3 separate regions of the Mus musculus genome follow, and regions 1 and 3 are each linked to region 2. A link is a contact called in public ChIA-PET and Hi-C data. All regions are on one chromosome and are shown on one strand. Each heading gives the region's core, a stretch centred on a gene start, on an enhancer-like site or on the middle of the called end of the contact. The rest is flanking DNA. Distances are from core to core; before and after follow the strand shown. Region 1 holds the start of Cox6a1 (cytochrome c oxidase subunit 6A1). Region 2 holds the start of 1500011B03Rik (RIKEN cDNA 1500011B03 gene). Region 3 holds the start of Rplp0 (ribosomal protein, large, P0).

Region 1 (3,364 bases), core at 223-2,722, 530 kb before region 2:
CATATACACAAACATTTTAAACTTAGGGGTGTGTGAGCGGAGACAGGGTCTCATTCTACAGCCCAGGCTAGTCTCTAACTCACAGCAATCTTCCTACCCCATCTCACTCTTATGAGCCACCTCACTTGGCGTGTGTCTTAGTCAGGGTTTCTATTCCTGCACAAACATGATGACCAAGAAGCAAGTTGGGGAGGAAAGGGTTTATTCAGCTTACACTTCCACCCTGCTGTTCATCACCAAAGGAAGTCAGGACTGGAACTCAAGCAGGTCAGAAAGCAGGAGCTGATGCAGAGGCCATGGAGGGATGTTCTTTACTGGCTTGCCTCCTCTGGCTTGCTCAGCCTGCTCTCTTATAGAACCCAAGACTACCAGCCCAGAGATGGTCCCACCCACAAGGGGCCTTTCCCCCTTGATCACTAATTGAGATGCCTTACAGATGGATCTCATGGAGGCATTTCCTCAACTGAAGGTCCTTTCTCTGTGATAACTCCAGCTGTGTCAAGTTGACACAAAACTAACCAGTACAGCGTGTTTTGTTGTTTTTGTTTTTATGGAGACAGGGTCTCACTATGCAGCCTCTGGATAGCCTAGAACTCTGTAGAGGAGGCTGGCCTGGGGTCAGTTCCATCTGCGTCTTCCTCGCAGATACTAGCATTAAAGATGCGAGGCTTTTAGACCAAAATAAATAAATAAATAAATAAACAAATAAATAAATAAAAAGGGAAAAAGGAGATATTTGTAAAGTTCTACAGACAAAATTTAACAGATGTGTGTAGTATTCAAAGCGGGAGCAGGAACATTGAACAAACGCTGAGGATATGGAGCTAAACAAAGTCCAGATTTGCTGGCAATTGCAGGGTCCTTACTGGTTCCTGGGTCTGTTCCTTGACTCATTAATACACGGTTTCATACATTCATTCATTAAATTGCATAAAGCACCTGCTACTTGCCATGAAAGATTTCGGGTAACTCTCGGGATGCAGCGCTGGCAAAAATCTAAGCACTGCGGACTTTACAGTCTATGTAGGGCACAACGGAAGAGAATAACAACGGTCTTTAAGAGCGATAGGGACAATGATAACGACAAGGACAGGGCTGTCGAGGGCCTGGGAAATCGCGGAATTAGAAGGCAGCGAGCGAGGAAAGAGAATGGCGCCTCCGCTAACGTGACTTGTTCTCCGCACTTCAGATCCTGTCCAGGGACTCCAAAGAAGGGAGCGATTAAAACCAGAAAAGCTCGCAAAAGTTCAGTTCCGCGGACATCCTCACCTAGGCGCTGACAAGCAGGGAGATGGGGCACAGGAACGGGGCGCATGCGCGCTCTCGCTCCAGCCGCCCCAGGGACGGATAAAGTGCGCAGGCGCTGGAGTTCCTAGCCAGGTCTGAGAAGGCGTTGCCCAATAGGAACGTCGTTCGGCGTCTTTGTCCCGCCCCCTTCGCCCGTCCCCATTTCCGCTTCCGGCGCGCCGGTGTAGTTCCATGATGGCGTCGGCGGTGCTGTCAGCGTCTCGGGTCTCTCGGCCGCTGGGCCGGGCCCTCCCCGGGTTGAGGCGGCCCATGTCGAGTGGCGCCCACGGCGAGGAGGGTTCAGGTACCCGGGGGCTCTCGGATGGGCGTGGGGTCTCGGCGGGTGGCGTGCGGCGGCGTGGCGGGGCCGGAGCCCGGGGCGGTGACCTTGGCGGGAGGGAGCGGCCGAGGCTGACGTTGTGGCCCCCGCCGCAGCTCGGATGTGGAAGGCCCTCACCTACTTCGTGGCGCTGCCCGGGGTGGGAGTGAGCATGCTCAACGTGTTCCTCAAGTCGCGGCACGAAGAGCACGAGAGACCCCCGTTCGTTGCCTACCCTCACCTGCGCATCAGGACCAAGGTAGGCGCTGCGCCTTTACTGTCCGTCTGTCCGTCCGTCCTCCAGGCATCCGTTATTGCGGGGTTGTCCACTCCCCTGGCCCAGCCCTTGGGGGAGTTTTAGGATCTTGGCTGCCTGTCCGTCCGTGCAGATAGAATATTTTATTTACTCTTCGTTTGACGGAAGGGAAGCCAGTTTGTAGGTCGTGGCTCGGTTTTCTTAAAAGGCCACCCAGTAAATGCCTGCGGGCTTTCAGCTCCTCCAACTTGTCACCTTTTGTCCAATGGTGCACTTTATTAGCTTCCTGCGGGAAAGTTTGGAGGTTTGGGGTGTCCCTTTATAGCCGCAAATCCTGAAGGTGATCCGGGATCCGGGCGATTGGCGTAGGCTTAAGCACAGACTGCCCGTTGGTTCTCACAGTGCCTGTCGTTTTATCAGTTCTTTGCCTTGGCTGTTCGTGTAGAAACCCTGTCTCGAAAAACCAAAAAAAAAAAAAAAAAAAAAAAAAAGACAGTTATAATGTCTCATGATGTATTTTAACAAGCCCGTCTTCCACTGTATCACCTAATTCACCTAAGACTGGCCTTGCAGAAACTTATTCTAGACTTCAATTTTACAACCCAGAAGGCTCCATGCCGTTCCCGTACAGCCTCAGCACTTGAGAGGCCAAAGAGAGCCAATGTCTTGTTCAAGGCCAGTCTGGTCTACAAAGTGAGCTCCAGGACAGCCAGGGGGGAGACTTTCTCAGAAAAAGAAAAGGTGTTTGACAGCAGCCTTGCCTTGGGGCTCTGCCCACTAGGTGGCAGTAGCACCCCCCTCCTAAGGCCTCTAGATAATGCTCCCATATCCCGCCCCTGGCACTTGGGGTCAGAAAACAAGCGTTTTCTCAGTAGTAGCTATCAGGAAGTTTCTATCAGTAGTAGTTGCTGGTTATTCTCTGCCACGTTATGAAATGGAGATTAGCTTGGGCTAAATGGGGTTACCACAGAAAGCCAAAAATGGTTGTGAGCTATTGACCAAGAGCAATGCTTTTCAAACATGGAGGGGAAGGGACAGGAGAGAGGGCTCAGTGGTGTAGAGTGCTGCTGCTCTTACAGAAGAGCCTAGTTTCCAGTGGGTGGCTCACAACATTCTTTAGCCCCAGCTGCAGGCAGGGATGATATCTTTGGTCTCTGTGTACACCTACACTCGTGCATATACCCACAGAGATGTACACAGAATAATATTCATGCTGGCAGAGGCAGGTGGTCAACATAGCACATTCTAGGACATCCAGGGCTACATAAAGAGACCCGTCTCAAAATCAGACAAAACTATGATTGGCAGAGTCATACATGCTGTAACCCCAGCACTGCAGGCAGAGGCAAGAGGAGCGTTGTAAGTTTTTGATTAGACTGTTCTATTTAGTGTTCCAGGTTAGCTAGATAAGGAAACCCTGTTTCAGCAACCTTGCCAAGTCTGCCAGTGAGGGCTAGTCTCTTGGGATCCACTCTATAGGAGGACAGAACTTCTTCTTTTGT
Region 2 (3,175 bases), core at 659-3,158:
CTTATATATGACATTATGGCTGTACTTGAAAATACCTTCTAGTATTATTCTCAGAAGTGTTTATTTTCTGGATTGTTTCTGAGATGAAAGGAATGTTAATCTGTATTTTCCATTGCTGCAACAAATCACTCGCCATAATTTCATGGCTACGTTAGCCACAGATGGCTTTAATTCTCCTATTTGCCTTCTGGTCCTACACACTCGACCCATCTTGCACCTCTTCATCTGAGATAAAGTTCCAACCTCCGGAAGGTGAATATGTAGCTCCTGAAGAGGCCAATCCGGATGCCAAGATTTTGGTGACATTATAGTCTCATCTGCTTCTGTGTCTACTCAATCTTCAATGCCGTTTAGCTTAGAAAACACGAAAATAGTTATTCAACAAATAGGCAGAGCCGGGCGTGGTGGCACACGCCTTTAATCCCAGCATTCGGGAGGCAGAGGCAGGTGGATTTCTGAGTTCGAGGCCAGTCTGGTCTACAGAGTGAGTTCCAGGACAACCAAGGGCTACACAGAGAAACCTTGTCTTGAAAAACCAAAACCAAACCAAACCAAACCAAAAAAACCCAAATAGGCAAATGTACATCCCACTTATATGATAATGACCTATTGATATGGAATAGATAAGTATGCAGGGGCCAGAAATAAAATGGGTCACTAGGTGATGGGGACAGGGGAGATAGTTGTGTTATGGTCTAATGGGCTTGGAGTTTCTGTTTGAGATGATGAGAAGGTTCTGGAAATGGTCTATATGTGTTGGTTTATATTTAGCCTAATACAGCTGAATTGTATTAAAAAGTAGCTAAGGATTTCTGAGTTCAAGGCCAGCCTGGTCTACAAAGTGAGTTCCAGGACAGCCAGAGCCATATAGAGAAACCCTGTCTTGCTATAAAACTAAAAAAAAAAAAAAGTAGCTAAAATGATTAATTTTACGTTATGTCACCATCATAGCAAGAGTGAGATCAGCCAGTATGATTTTAAGATTGTATAAAAGGGGCTACGAGATGGTCAGCGGTTAAGAGCATTTACTGCTCTTCCAGAGGACCTGGGTTCAGTTCCCAGCACTTACACGGAGGTTCACAATTATCTGTAACTCCCGTTCCAGAGGAACACACACTACTTCTAGCCTTCACCAGCTCCAGGCACCCATGCAGTGCACACACACATGCAAGCAAAGCACTCATGTACATAAACTAAACCTTAAAAATGATTGTATAGGCTAGGCATGTTAGTGCATGCCTTTAATCCCAGCACTCGGGAGGCAGAGGCAGGCAGATCTGTATGAATTTGGGGCACTTGAGAGGCAGAGGCAGGCAGGATTTCTGAGTTCTGGGTCAGCCCGGTCTACAGAGTGAGTTCCAACAGGCAGGGCTACACAGAGAAACCCTTTCTCAAAAGGAAGCAAAATACATACATAAAACTTACACTTTTCAGGCTGGAGAGATGGCTCAGCAGGTAAGAGCACTGACTGCTCTTCTGTAGGACCTGAGTTCAAATCCCAGCAACCACATGGTGGCTCACAACCATCTGTAGTGATTTCTGACGCCGTCTTCTGGTGTGTCTGAAGATGGCTACAGTGTGCTTATATATAATAATAAATAAAGCATTTAAGAAAATATTGTTTAAAATAACTTACAGTTTTCAAAAATGAGATTACGGTGTCTCTTTCTTCGGACTGCATTGACTAATACGAAAATGTATGAATGTATGAATGTGTAAAGCAAAGCCTTCCACGGGGAAGCCCGACGCGAGCGCTTGCCACAGCTTTGGAACCCTCTGCGCAGAACCATAATTCACCACCCCACCCCCGAAGTTGGTCGGGATGGCTCCTCCCCTCGCCCCCCCACCCGCCCTGTTTCCGTGGCAACTGCGCGAGCGGAGTGGGCGGACCTCGGAAAAACGGCAACGTCTAGGGGCGGGGCTTAAGGCGGAAGCGGCGTCCCCGCGCTCCGTGCAGTGCGGGTTTCAGTGATGCTGCGCTCAGGATGGATGCGGCTGTTGCCCATGCTCTGCAGCCTCCTGCTAGGGCGAGCCGAGGCCCCGAGCCCGGGGGTGCCGCCGGAGCAAAGCCAGCCCTACGCGGTGTTGCGGAGGCAGAGCCTGGGTAAGCGGTGCGGTGGGGAGGGTGCGCGTTTGCAGCCGGATCCGGGCGTGGGGAGCTTGTGCGGGGCGCAGGCCGGCCTAGCCTCTGGTTGTGGGAAGCCAATAAACGCCATTACAAGATGGCGCTGATTTCAATAAGCCGACACCTATGAATATGGGTAAACAATGTGCCCATGTGCAGTAGAGTTTTCTTTCAGCCAAGTCACTGCCTGGCCTGAGGCATGTAAATGAGGTACTGAAAGCATAACCAATCTGGTGTAGACACGCCTATCCTAGGCCTATATAAGCAGCACTGGTTTTTGGCCTGGGGTCTTTCGCTTTTACTATCAAGCTCTCCCAATAAATGTGTGCAGAAGAATCCTGTTGTGTTGTTCTTCTTGCTGGCGAGTTGGGCCTCTACAAGTGGTGATTCTCATATCGCCTCAGGGTTATTGTTAGTGAATCAAAGAGTGGATGTTTTACAACATAACATGGAACAGATGATGGATGTCCTACAAATGAGTTGTGTGGCATCAACCCTGCATATGTGCATTACTCCCATTAGGTATGTTAATATTCTTTTATTAAACGTACAGATTTATCGAATTATCTGAAGGGGAACTGGTCGCAGGAGCTGGACAGGTTGCACACGGAGCTGCAGATACAGATCCTGAACCTTAATTGAACCAGAGTGGAACTAGTGACCCTTGGAGGCTTTACCTCTTGGCTTACCTCTGCATTTTCTCACTTTAAGGAATGGGTGGGAGTGATTTTGTTTATGAATATGTTTACCCATGAATATGGGTAAACAACCAATGTGCCCATGTGCAGTAGAGTTTTCTTTTAGCCTAGTCACTGCCTGACCCGAAGCATGTAAATGAGGTACTGAAAGCATAACCAATCTGGTGTAGACATGCCTATCCTAGGCCTATATAAGCAGCACTGGTTTTTGGCCTCGGGGTCTTTCGCTTTCACTATCAAGCTCTCCCAATAAATGTATGCAGAAGAATCCTGTTTTGGCGTCCTTCTTGCTGGCGAGTCGAGTGTCTACATCTGGTCCTCAGGAAGCTGCTTTTCCTGGGGTCAGTTCTAG
Region 3 (3,339 bases), core at 506-3,005, 750 kb before region 2:
GATTTTCGTGGTGATGCCCAAAGCCTGGAAGAAGGAGGTCTTCTCGGGTCCTAGACCAGTGTTCTGAGCTGGCACAGTGACCTCACACGGGGCGATGGCACCAGCCCGAGCAGCAGCTGGCACCTAAACAGAACAGAGGTAGTCGACGGTGAAATGCCTCTCCATCGGTGAAAGCCCCGAAATGGCCAAATCCTCATTCATCGTCCCAGCCCCTTACCTTATTGGCCAACAGCATATCCCGAATCTCAGTGAGGTCCTCCTTGGTGAACACGAAGCCCACGTTCCCCCGGATGTGAGGCAGCAGTTTCTCCAGAGCTGGGTTGTTCTCCAGGTGGCCCCTGATAGCCTTGCGCATCATGGTGTTCTTGCCCATCAGCACCACGGCCTTCCCTCGGAGCGACATGCGGATCTGCTGCATCTGCTTGGAGCCCACGTTGTCTGCTCCCACAATGAAGCATTTTGGATAATCATCCAAAAGTTGCTATGAAGGAAGCCAGGAAAAACTACATTGAGAGGAAAACAAACAAAAAATACCCAGCAAAACCCGAAACCCTGCTACCTCTACCTCCCCATTGCTTCACCCTAGGTGTGACACTTCTCGCTAGGAGCCAGCCACCCGAGCCCAACGTCTGTCTTTATCTGATCCAGCTTCCTTGCTGGTTACGAGTATCACAAAATTACTGTCACAGCCAAAAATTAACTTTTAGCTGGGTGTGGTGCCACACCTGTAAAGACAGGTAAGGCTTAATTGCTAATCCGAGGCCAGCCAGAGCTATAGGGGGAAGACTTGCCTCAAGTAAATCTTAAGCTTTACTTTTTAAATAAGGCGTGCCTGGGTGACCAAAGTGACTCTGATCAGGGAAGAGACAGACTTAAAAAGCACAGAAAACAAATTATAGAGAGGTCGGGGGATCTTAGGTTGTGAAATATAAAAGGTACTACCAGACCCAAAAATCTTTGTCTCTGTCTCGGAAAAAAAAAAGAAAAGTTAACTAAAACAGACTGGTACCTACAAAGTCTGGTAGCTCTGGTTCAAAGCCACCTCAAAGGCCTTTTGTAATTAAGTCACTCAACAGCAGCCTGACTGGCAGGTCTCAGATGGGCAACAAGATGAATCACTCCAGTCTCAGCCCTTTGCACAAACGCGAAGGGCTCGACGAGATGAAAAACTGGGTGAGCGAGCTAGTTCTGGAACGCGGGGGGGGGGGGGGGAGATCCCAAGACTACAGAACTTCCCCAGGATGCCCAAACTCTGTTAAAGCGCGTGGCCAACGACCGCCCCGGGAAGACCCGGAGGCGGAAGCCGCGCGTCCCCGGCCCGCTCCACACTTACGATGATCTTGAGGAAGTAGTTGGACTTCCAGGTCGCCCTGTCTTCCCTGGGCATCACGGCGGTGCGTCAGGGATTGCCACGCGGGGTTTAAAGACGATGTCACTGGGGAGAGAGAGGGGGCAGCTTGAGCCCGGTAACCCCAACACCGGCCCCGATCCCAGGCCTAGGCCAAGCCGGCCACGCCAGAGCTGGGCCCCGGGCTGCGGCCGCCAGCAGCGCGGGCGATCCGACAAGCCAGGCGGTAGACCGGACGGGCAGAGCCCGGCCGCGATCCTTCCCGAGCCCATCGCTCCCACCCGCAACGTCCCCGCGCTCTTGCCGCCCTCCCACAACAAAACAACCCCCCAACCTCCAACGAGGACGCCTGGCGAGAGACGGGCCGCATGCCCGCGTGTGCCTTTTATAGGAGAACCAGGCGGTCCTCGAAACCCGAAGACGACGTCGTCCATGCCTATTGGCTGGTTCCATCGACTGTCCTGCCTCACTCAATAAACATGCGCGTCTATTGGCTGAGACCGCTGCCACTCCAGCAAGTCGGGAAAGTAAAGACAGCACCCGGCCGCAGGAGGCGCGCTTTCAGACCTGCTGCCCTCTGCTGGGTCGGAGCCGCCCTGCAGCGTCACCGAGTCAGTACAGCAAAACAACTTTCTGCGAAACCCTAGCTGATGCTCTAGTCTCCTCTTGTTCTTCCATTCTTTTTTCTTTCTTTTAATTTATTTATTTTTTATTTTTTTAGGTTTTTCTGTATATCCTGGCTGTCCTGGAACTCACTTTGTAGACCAGGCTGGCCTCAAACTCAGAAATCTGCCTGCCTCTGCCTCCCAAGTGCTGGGATTAAAGGCGTGCGCCACCACTGCCCGTTTTGTTCTTCCTTTCAAAACCTACATCTTCACCCGCACAAAGTTAATCAAAGATTGCCGTTTTCTCTGAGTAAACGCCTAAAACGTAGACTATTCTCAAGGTCCCACACGACTGTTTCCACTGTCGCAATCTGTTTTCTTGCTTTCCTACTGATGTGTTTGCCTCTCGCCTGATCCCTTTGCCCTTTTATCCCCTTCAAGAGTATGCCTTTTTTTTTTTTTGGTTTTGGTTTTGGTTTTTCGAGACAGGGTTTCTCTGTATAGCCCTGGATGTCCTGGAACTCACTTTGTAGACCAGGCTGGCCTTGAACTCAGAAATCCGCCTGCCTCTGCCTCCCAAGTGCTGGGATTAAAGGTGTGCGCCACCACCACCGGCTTCACAGCTTTTTGAATGGTGCTGGCCAGCTTCGGTCAGAGAAACTCACCTCCCCCACATCTTGCTGCAAATGCTATCTACTCAAGGAGACCTGCCCTGATTCTTGATTTCAAATTTTAAGGGCGGGGGCAAAACCAAACCTACTCTCCCTTACTCTCCCACCTTCTCCTGCAGCACTTACACCATCTAACTCGCTGTATAATTCACCACATTCTGCTTGTCAGCCTCTCCCTGCAGGAAGGTAAGCTCCACAGGGCAGAGATTTTATTCTGTGCCTGCCAGACAGTGGGCAGATAAGTATTTGTTGAGCAGGCAAAACGCAGGGCATGCGGCCAGATGAGACCCGGATCCATAACTTTGTTCTGCCGCTTGCTGTGTTGTCTTAAAAAGCACTTCCACTTTATTGACCGTTTGCTTTCCCTTCCAGGGATACGGGAGAAAATCGATACATAAAACTAGCTTCTTCACATATATATATATATATATATATATATATATATAATATATATATATATATATAATATATATATATATATATACACATTATATATATACACACACAGTCGTTCAACATTATTTGGATAATTGTTTTACTGAGACAGTCTCACTCCTGCCTTGTTTTTAATTGCTGAGCCATCTTCCCAGACCCATGAATAAATAAATATCCATATATAAATAAGTGTGTATATATGGGGGAAGATATTGAACCTAGGGCCTTGTTCATGCTAAACAAGCAGTCTGTTGTTTTAAAGCTTCCTGGTGCCTTTGAA

Evidence for each region. A called contact is a pair of places that touch in the nucleus more often than the background predicts. ChIA-PET counts read pairs in DNA pulled down with a chosen protein or histone mark.
Region 1: an RNA polymerase II ChIA-PET map of memory CD8 T cells shows a contact between it and region 2, with 13 read pairs. The contact joins the promoter of Cox6a1 here to the promoter of 1500011B03Rik in region 2. A contact is called at or near these places in 5 of 115 datasets of contacts at active chromatin or transcription factors (effector CD8 T cells, large pre-B cells, memory CD8 T cells and 2 more) and 2 of 9 other capture datasets (liver and pancreatic islet).
Region 3: a Hi-C map of B cells shows a contact between it and region 2, with 8 read pairs. The contact joins the promoter of Rplp0 here to the promoter of 1500011B03Rik in region 2. A contact is called at or near these places in 2 of 39 promoter capture datasets (the C10 cell line and pre-B cells), 1 of 484 Hi-C or Micro-C datasets (B cells) and 2 of 115 datasets of contacts at active chromatin or transcription factors (bone marrow-derived macrophages and memory CD8 T cells).

Annotation. Positions count from the first base shown.
Region 1 is chr5:115,347,066-115,350,429 of GRCm38.p6, reverse strand. It overlaps Cox6a1 (cytochrome c oxidase subunit 6A1), which reads left to right and starts at 1,472. Exons shown (of 3, transcript NM_007748.5): 1 at 1,472-1,591; 2 at 1,723-1,865. The coding sequence starts at 1,483.
Region 2 is chr5:114,812,709-114,815,883 of GRCm38.p6, reverse strand. 1500011B03Rik (RIKEN cDNA 1500011B03 gene) reads left to right here and starts at 1,908. Exons shown (of 2, transcript NR_027817.1): 1 at 1,908-2,104.
Region 3 is chr5:115,557,883-115,561,221 of GRCm38.p6, reverse strand. Rplp0 (ribosomal protein, large, P0) reads right to left here and starts at 1,755. Exons shown (of 7, transcript NM_007475.5): 1 at 1,683-1,755; 2 at 1,334-1,435; 3 at 218-481; 4 at 1-123. The coding sequence starts at 1,387.